2 separate regions of the Sus scrofa genome follow, and region 2 is linked to region 1. A link is a contact called in public Hi-C data. All regions are on one chromosome and are shown on one strand. Each heading gives the region's core, a stretch centred on a gene start, on an enhancer-like site or on the middle of the called end of the contact. The rest is flanking DNA. Distances are from core to core; before and after follow the strand shown.

Region 1 (3,968 bases), core at 586-3,085:
TGCGGAGTGATTGCTTAACGGGGATAAAGTTTCAGTTGGGGAGGATGAAAGGAATTCTGGAAATGGACGGGTGGTGGTGATGGTTGCACAATAATGTGAATGTACTTAATGCCACTGAACTACACACTTAAAATGGGTAAAAGAGTCCATTTTCTGTTATGTGTATTTATCACAATAGAAAGGAATTAAACATTTTTTTCAAAATATATTTATTAAGCACCTACTACATTCAGGCACTGTGCTACTTGTACACAAAGGCAAAAAAAATATGAATCCTGCTATCATAAATCTATTCTGTTTGAGTGTAAATCTAGATTCTATAGCCAGGGGATATGAATTTTTAATATGAGAACAAACGGATAAATCAAGTCCCTACACTAAGCTTGAGCCCAGCTTTTGCAGCATGATCATTTACTGCAGTAAACACATTATAAATGCATACTTCGTGGTCAGATATCTTTACCCACATGCAACATCTTTTTTTAAAGGAGAAATTAGTCACACAACCAGAATTCTGGATACTGTAAGTTGTCTTTAAAAGGATCCGTAATTGCAACTAATTTCAACTTTCCCCCAAACTCTATGACTCGTGTCAAAGCCAAAAATAAAACATAAAAAATGCATCCCTGTTTAACTGAAATCAAATGAACTGGAGAGCTGCCAGGTCTTGCTTTGTTTTACGCTCTGTGGAGACAGGGCTAGTCCCTCATCTTTTCAACATTTATGGGAAGTACGTTGCTCTTGAGTCTTATCCTCCCCCCGCCCCCATGGATTAAGGGGAAAACAGTTCTGTTCTTTGCCACAGAGGATAAGTTGAAAACAGCAGGATAAGAAAATCCTACCCAATCCTAAAATGGAAGCATAAGCACATCCTACTCAACTCCCTCCTTAAACAACAAAAGCAACAACAGCAACAGAGATGGCGTCGAATGTTATCATGGAAGTGACCTCAGAGAGAACCAATCCTTTCAAATCACCGGGAGGAACAGAGACTAAGAGAAAGTAACTGGCAGCTCCCTGGGGCCCGGAAGGAAGCCACACGACGGTTTTTCTAAAACCCATCTCCTGGTGCCCAGATCCGTGCTTTACCAATTGAACCCTCCTGAATCCAAAGCATCAAAAGTGGAAAATTCATCCCCACCAGTTACTTAGAATCGCATAGAGCAAAGCTAAGAAGGAACTGCTGACCTCAGTAGTGACTAACGTGTTTACGACACACTCAGCATCCGCACAGTCGGCTCAGTCTAGATGGCGGTTCTGACACCTTGCAACTACTGTTCAACTGGTGAGGAAAGTCGAGAATGACAGCAGCTAGCAAAGACCCTGCCAGCATTTCTGAGGCCATTCCCAGAGCAGGACTCTTCCTCCTAAAAGAGCACTCTGACCCTTCGTGTGTCACAATGTTGGACGGAAGACGGGGTCAGCCACGAAAGAGCCAGTGGAGTCCAAACTGGGATCCACAGACAAGGAAACAGGGAAAAAAGATGGGGTTTAGAAAGGGCTGCCTAAAACCTTGACACATCCGCACCCACTAGAAAACCAGGAAGAAACCTAATTTCCAGGACACACTGGGGAGAAGAGAAGGGATGTTGAGATTTTCTAACCTAAATCCCACGTGCAACACGGAGTCGTTATAAAAATAGATTCAAGGACATGGGGGCCTTGTAGTCGGGGGGACAGAAAGGTACCACTGAGCAAACTGAGAAATAATAAAGACTTTCACAGTAAGGTTTTTCTGGTGTTTGATGCTCAATGGCGGCTCTGATGCTCTCCCCCCTCCATGTTCTCCACAGTAAATCAGAAACCACATGACCTTCCTTTGTCGTGCTGTAATTTACAGAGGCGCAGCGTAGCAAGAAAAACAAATGACACTGACTCAGATTCCAAAGGACCCAAGGATCAGATTTCCAGGCAAGAGTTGTGAATAGTGTTTATCCGGCAGTATAATTTTTTTTCAGTGTGTGGCTCTGTGTGTGTGGTTAAGCCTGGGTCTAGCAAACAGAAACAAGAGGGCAAGGGGAATAATAATTTTCGTTATATCTGAAGAAAGGGCTTTTTTACACTGCACATAAGTGCTCTAAATTCCAACGAGTTCACTCGGGGCTCAGAAAAGAAAGAAGGAGAAGAAAGCACGAAAAGAGGAAGGAGGAAAGGAAAGAAGAGGGGAAGGAGGGAGGGAGGGAGAAAAGAAGCAGAAGAGAGAGAAAGGCATGCTTAGGTGAAACCTACTGCTCAGGAGAAAAACAAAGTGAGGCCACATGTTGGGGACTAAATGTGTTTTCACATGTGAACACCAATATATTATTGACTTGCCTCGAGTCATAAATATGACAATTTGCCTCATTTCATAGTGAGGTCAGGCTCAGCCCAAATAAGCAGCCATCCTCTGCTTGCTTAATGTTCCTAAATATGAGCTTTCCCCAAAGCTCTCCGCGCATATAATGTAACGCATGTGCGTATGCGGCGGGGAGGGGGCATCGGGGAGGTGACAGAAAGCAAGCTGTGAACACAAAGATACTTTTAAGCTGAATACTTGTACATGATATATAGAACAGAAGATCGTCCATCACGGTTATTGAAACTGTGACCAGCAAAGCTATAAACCTGACACGAAAGAAGAGAAAATATGACTTGTTAGGTTGAAAAAGCACCAAAGAGGGAATTATAAAAGGGAAAATTTCATGACAAATTAGTTTGTATTTTTTGTTTTCATTTCTGACACATGGAAGGAAATGCTATATGTTTGCTTAAGGAAGTGCAAATTTCTCCACTTCATCCATTTAAAATCCTCACCCTTAGGCCTTTTGTACTGAAGCATAAAGTTTGGAGACCTTAAATAGTCATAATGTTTCCCAGAAGAATTTGGCCTCAGAAACATATTACAATTCAGAAGGGATAAAAAGGAAAACCATTTTACAGCAATCTGGCGGTGTCTGCTTCGGATGGCTCAGGAGGAGCATCCGTTCATTCTCATGGTTCCTTTACCACACTTGATGAAATATTAGATGCAATTGGAACAAGCGGCTCAAGCAAGAAAGCCATAAACTTGGCAACGGTGCTGTAAAACAAAGGTGCGCGAACGTGAAATAGGTCTCAGATTGGGGGAAAAACACGCCCAGTGGCTTGCTCGTGGAAGAGTCTTACAACGGGCTGGAAAGTTACAGATGTCGAGGACCAATCCGGATGCCAGTGTGCGGTTTTATACCCAATTCCCCTCTGGGAGCCAAGACGTGGAGCTTATTCACAGCCCTTCCCCAGCTCTGGGGAGCAGCTCAAGCAGAGCCAATCAAAGAAGAAAGCTCAAGTTCAAGACAATGTACTGGAAATTGCCTATTTTAAGGTCCTCGGCAATTTCTGCTGGTGGGGAGGGGAGGGTGGAGGTGGATGAAGAGGTGCAGGGCAAAGAGAAGACTAAATGCTGAAAAGGCAATTGCCACAGATGCAACACAGTCATAGCAATCATAACAATGATGCTGTGTTTTCAGGAGAGGTCTAATACCTTTCAGTTAGAGCTTCAGCTCAATCTTTAAAGGCAGCAATTCTCCCTAAAGCGATCTACAAAAAAAATTATAGAATTCTACCATCCCAATCAAAATCTCAATAAATGTTTTTAACTTGAAAAATAATTTTAAAATGTGGCTGAAAGAATGAACGAGAAGAAAGAGCTAAGAAAATTCTGGGAAGGAAGATTAATGGGGGAGGGGTACTTACCCTAACAGATACTAAAATTAACTACAAAATCATCATCACTAAAACAATCTAATTTGGGGGCAGGAGTGGAACTGAGTAGAAAAGTAATACCAACATACATGTAAACTTAGCATATATTAAAGGGGGGATTTCAAATCAGTGCAAAAAAAAGATGGCGTATGCTTATAATAATGTCGGAAAAAATCTGTAAGTAATTTATAAAGTAAATTAAGCTGCATCCCAACTCACTCCTCATTCCAATATAAATTTTGAATGAA
Region 2 (4,030 bases), core at 637-3,136, 140 kb before region 1:
TTCTGCTGTCTTGAAAACTTTTACGGTTTTCGGATGAATGCACTGGCTTTTGATGAACAAAGGAAATGAGGTCCTTGACAACAGTTTCCTTCTTTGTGTTGTAGTTAGTTTGTTCCTCTTGAACCTGGGGAGACACCGGAGCCTTTTACACAGAACCGCACGCCTGGGAAGGGCTCCCTGGTCACAGACAGGACTGTAGTCTGTTGTCTGCAATGAAGTTTTTTTAAAAAGTCAGATAAACAGGTGTTTTCGTGTGTCAGACTCACAGGTGTGTTACTTGTGACCTGAACTGGGCTATTACGTACCACGCTGTGTGTGGCCTCTGCTACCTACCCAGCGTCTGAAGAAATATGAATCCTGAAATACATTTACGCATAAGGGCTTCGGGAGGAGGGAGGATTGCTATCTGAAATTTCAATGTTTCTCGTTGTGGCTTCAGGAAACCTCTTCCTCAGGCCTCTCCTACTCTTTTCGAAAGTCCTTGCTACCGTGCCTGAGGGTGGGAGGTGGGGACATCGCCCACAGAGCTTCATTCCCCCGGAGTGATGCGTCTTCTCTTGTAACACAGGAGGATTTATGACACCTTTTCCCATCTTCTTTGTGGTAGTAAATAAAAAATGGAACTCCTGCCATGGGGCAAAAGGATCGGTGGTGTCTTAGGAGCACTGAGATGCAGGTTCGATCCCCAGCCCCGCACAGTGGGCTAGGAGCTGGTGTGGCTGCAGCGGTGGTGGTGGAGGTGGCAGCTGCAGCTCAGCTCCGATACCTGGCCTGGGGCGGCCAAAAAAGGGAAAATGGAGCAGTCGGCCTCTGACTATCAGAGAAGGCCTTTATTTCCGAGTTACGGCGTGTACGGGTACGTGTGTGTGATTTAGAAACAGGATGGTGGACCCAGGGCGGGATGCTGTGTGTCCATGAGGGCCCCCCTGAAACACGTGTGATGCGACTTGAAACTGCCTGGCACACAGCAAAAGCCTGATAAAGTTGGACCAAGGCCATCCTGACCACACAGCTTGTCATTTCAGGAGCAGCAGTGCCTGGGATTTTCTCTGAGGAAGTCAGCTGAGAAATCAGCAGATGCAGGAGAAATCAGAGACCCCCCCAGCCCTTCCCTGTGTCACGTAACAGACTCCCTGGTCCAACCTGAAGACGCACTGCGTCTTTCCTCCTCCCTTCCTCCTACAAAGATGACAATGAGGGCCCATGATTTGATCCCATCCTCTGTCTGAAATCAAGTACATGCCGAGGAAATTCAGGGACTACTCTCAGTAGGCTTCTAGAAGCTTATCTCCAGACTTAAAAATTAAAGAGAACAAAACTAGGAGCTAGGAGCAACCAGAAAGAGGGATTGGCTTTCCGTGTCTTTCAGTTACGTGTTTTTCTCTTGGGGGGATTCGATTTGGAGAAAAACACTTGGATGGAGGCAGGATCAGCTCAGGGGCAGGGCCATATTTAGAAGCTCGACATGCTTGTTTTTTTGTGTGTGTTTTTTTGTGGTGCCAAAGGAATCGACACTTCGTTTTTATTCCCCCAAAGAAAACAGAAGCTCATTATCCTGACAGAGGAAGTCCAGAACTTTTTAGGTGGAGATTAAACTTTACTCTCAAACACTGAGGCTCCTGTTCAGCTTCTTGGTTGAGCGATTTTAGTAGCTTTTAAAAATGGTTAGCATGCTCCGTTGCTCAGCTTTCTAAATAATTTAGAGAACTTGTGACCCGGAGCTTTCATGGAGCTGATGTAACTGTTCTGGAAATCTCTTGACTTGAACTTGAGACTCACTTTCCTACAGCTGCAGTATGTCCACGGTCAACAGCAGTCTGTACCCAGAAAGAGGAGGGGAAATGGGGGTGGGAGGTGGAGGGGGAGCCGTCCTCAAAGAATTCTGTCCTGGCCTGCAGTTCTACACATTCACCACCAGGTGTCTGTCTTCACACGAGCAGTCTTGCTGGGGTGAGGCACCACTTGACTGCCAGATTGTTTTTAAAACTAAAGCAATTTTCTAGATGTTGCTGCAAGTGGGTATAAATGTGCACATATAAAATGAAGTCTCAGAGCCAAAGGAATAATTTTCAGTCCCTCATCTAAGTAGGAGTAATCATTCTCTCCTTGTGTTTATCTTCTGATGTCTGGGAGAACAAATTAAGGCAGTTCAGTGGCCAATGATTTGGAAAATGGTGAAAAAAAAAAAAAAAAAAAAAAAAAGACTTGTCCTCTTCCAAAACCTCGTCTGGTGTTTGTAAAATTCAATGTTCTTAGTGTGCAAACAGGTTTATGCTCCCAGAAATCTTTCTTTTGTAAAAATAGACAAATTCTCTTCTCAGCTGGCTTCCTATTCTGGAGTGGGGCGTGATGGTTCAGTTTCTGCCTTAGCAGCATTTCAATTTCAACCCTTGGCTCTGAGATGGTTGAAAAATATCTCTCTTTTGAAGTGTAAAAATGAGATTTTATTTCTTTCTGCCCAGAATTGAGAGCGATAACTACCTAGTTACCTGATCTGGTAACTCTAGTGGGGTTGGGAAGGCATACATGATGCCCACGAGTCCATGCTCGGGAGGAAGTACTGCTCTTGCTGTCCCCTGATTGAGCAGGTTCATGGCTATCTCTTTAGGTACTTAGTTAGTCTGTTACACAGAAGATAATTACCATCAGAAATCCTCCCTCTTCACTCTTGCTGGACAAAACACGGATGTTTCTGAGAGCCCTAGATGTCCTTGTCTCTGCTTTAGTGAAATTACACATCCATGAGAGTAAAACAGTCAGCTAGTCCAGGAGAGGTACTTTATGGGAAAGAACTGTGCTATCTTAATATAGCCGCTTCAGTGGGGTGTTGGGAGGGAACGGAGATAAACATACTGTATATCAAAGCACAGTGCTGAATCCAAAACTTCCTTTTCTGTCATTGCTGTTCATTTTTGCTTGGTTTTATTATTTTTGATATCTTTGGGACATTCAAATTAGTTTCTCAAGTGACTAGACACATAAAGGTATTTGGAACAGGAGCAAAACAAGCCCTCAGCCCTCACCAATGCTGGTGGTCTGTCATTTCTAGACCCTCAAATATTTTTAGATATATTGATTACAGCTCTGTTTCCTTCCAACTTTTGTGTTTAATAACACAATTACCTATGCCATTTGTTACTAATATGACCAATGTTTATTTACTGCCTACTGTGAACTTCATGCTGAGGATAAAATAACAGTCCACTCTGGAGTTCCTGTTGTGGCTCAGTGGGTTAAGAACCTGACTAGTATCCATGAGGATGCAGGTTCGATCCCTGGCCTTGCTCCCTGGGTTAAAGATCTGGTGTTGCTGCACATTGAAGCGTGGGTCATAGGTGTGGCTCTGCTCCAGTGTTGCTGTGGCTGTGGTGTAGGCTGGCAACTGCATCTCTGATTTAATCTCTAGCCAGAAACTTCCAAATGCCTTGAGTGCGGCCCTAAGAAAAAGAAAAAAAAAGAAACAATTCACTCAAATAATGACTATACCAGTGAATACAGTGAATGGAACTGTGCAATTTACTTCTGAAATACACTTCCAGACCTATAGAATAAAGTGGAAATCTTTAATGCTGCCGATATTTGTGGTATATAAAACAGATTTCTGTGTTTGGGTCACATAATACTCTTTTATTATTCAGTTGCTATGTTTAGAGAGCATTGTTATTCAAATATGTGAACTACTGAGTCATATTACAGTGGAGGAGATTTACCTAAAATCACCATGTAAATCATCTGGCCAATATCACTTAAACTAATGGATGCAAACAGAGAGGCAAGGATTTTTATACCCGTTCTATAAAAGGGAGAATAGAAATTTGCTTTGTAAAATTATTTTCACTTGGCTTCAGTTGTCTGGATATAATTATTTTACTCTTATTATTACACTTAAGTCATTACATCTGTTTCCAAAATGTTCTGGGATGGAAGAATTAACAGGAAGCAAGTTCTGCAACTAAAACCCCTTTCTCTCCAAGCATAGCTCTTGGTGATGAATGAACATAGAGGAAGAAATAAGAGCAGCACAAAACTG

The links. Hi-C and Micro-C count contacts between places; a contact is called where the count stands out from the background.
Region 2: a Hi-C map of mesenteric adipose tissue shows a contact between it and region 1, with 2.3 times the contacts expected there. The contact joins two enhancer-like sites. A contact is called at or near these places in 5 of 47 Hi-C or Micro-C datasets (brain, embryonic fibroblasts, mesenteric adipose tissue and 2 more) and 1 of 2 datasets of contacts at active chromatin or transcription factors (skeletal muscle).

What each region holds. Positions count from the first base shown.
Region 1 is chr10:10,572,883-10,576,850 of Sscrofa11.1, reverse strand. No RefSeq gene overlaps it. Among named protein-coding and RNA genes, the nearest start is that of HLX, 310 kb to the right of the region's middle. Within about 2 kb of position 1,835, at least 13 of the 83 cell types and tissues checked have an H3K27ac peak or open chromatin away from gene starts, as enhancers often do. A contact at or near this core is called in mesenteric adipose tissue, where this site is marked.
Region 2 is chr10:10,713,962-10,717,991 of Sscrofa11.1, reverse strand. All of the region lies in intron 1 of LOC110255633 (a long non-coding RNA gene), which reads right to left. Among named protein-coding and RNA genes, the nearest start is that of DUSP10, 190 kb to the left of the region's middle. Within about 2 kb of position 1,886, at least 24 of the 83 cell types and tissues checked have an H3K27ac peak or open chromatin away from gene starts, as enhancers often do. A contact at or near this core is called in mesenteric adipose tissue, where this site is marked.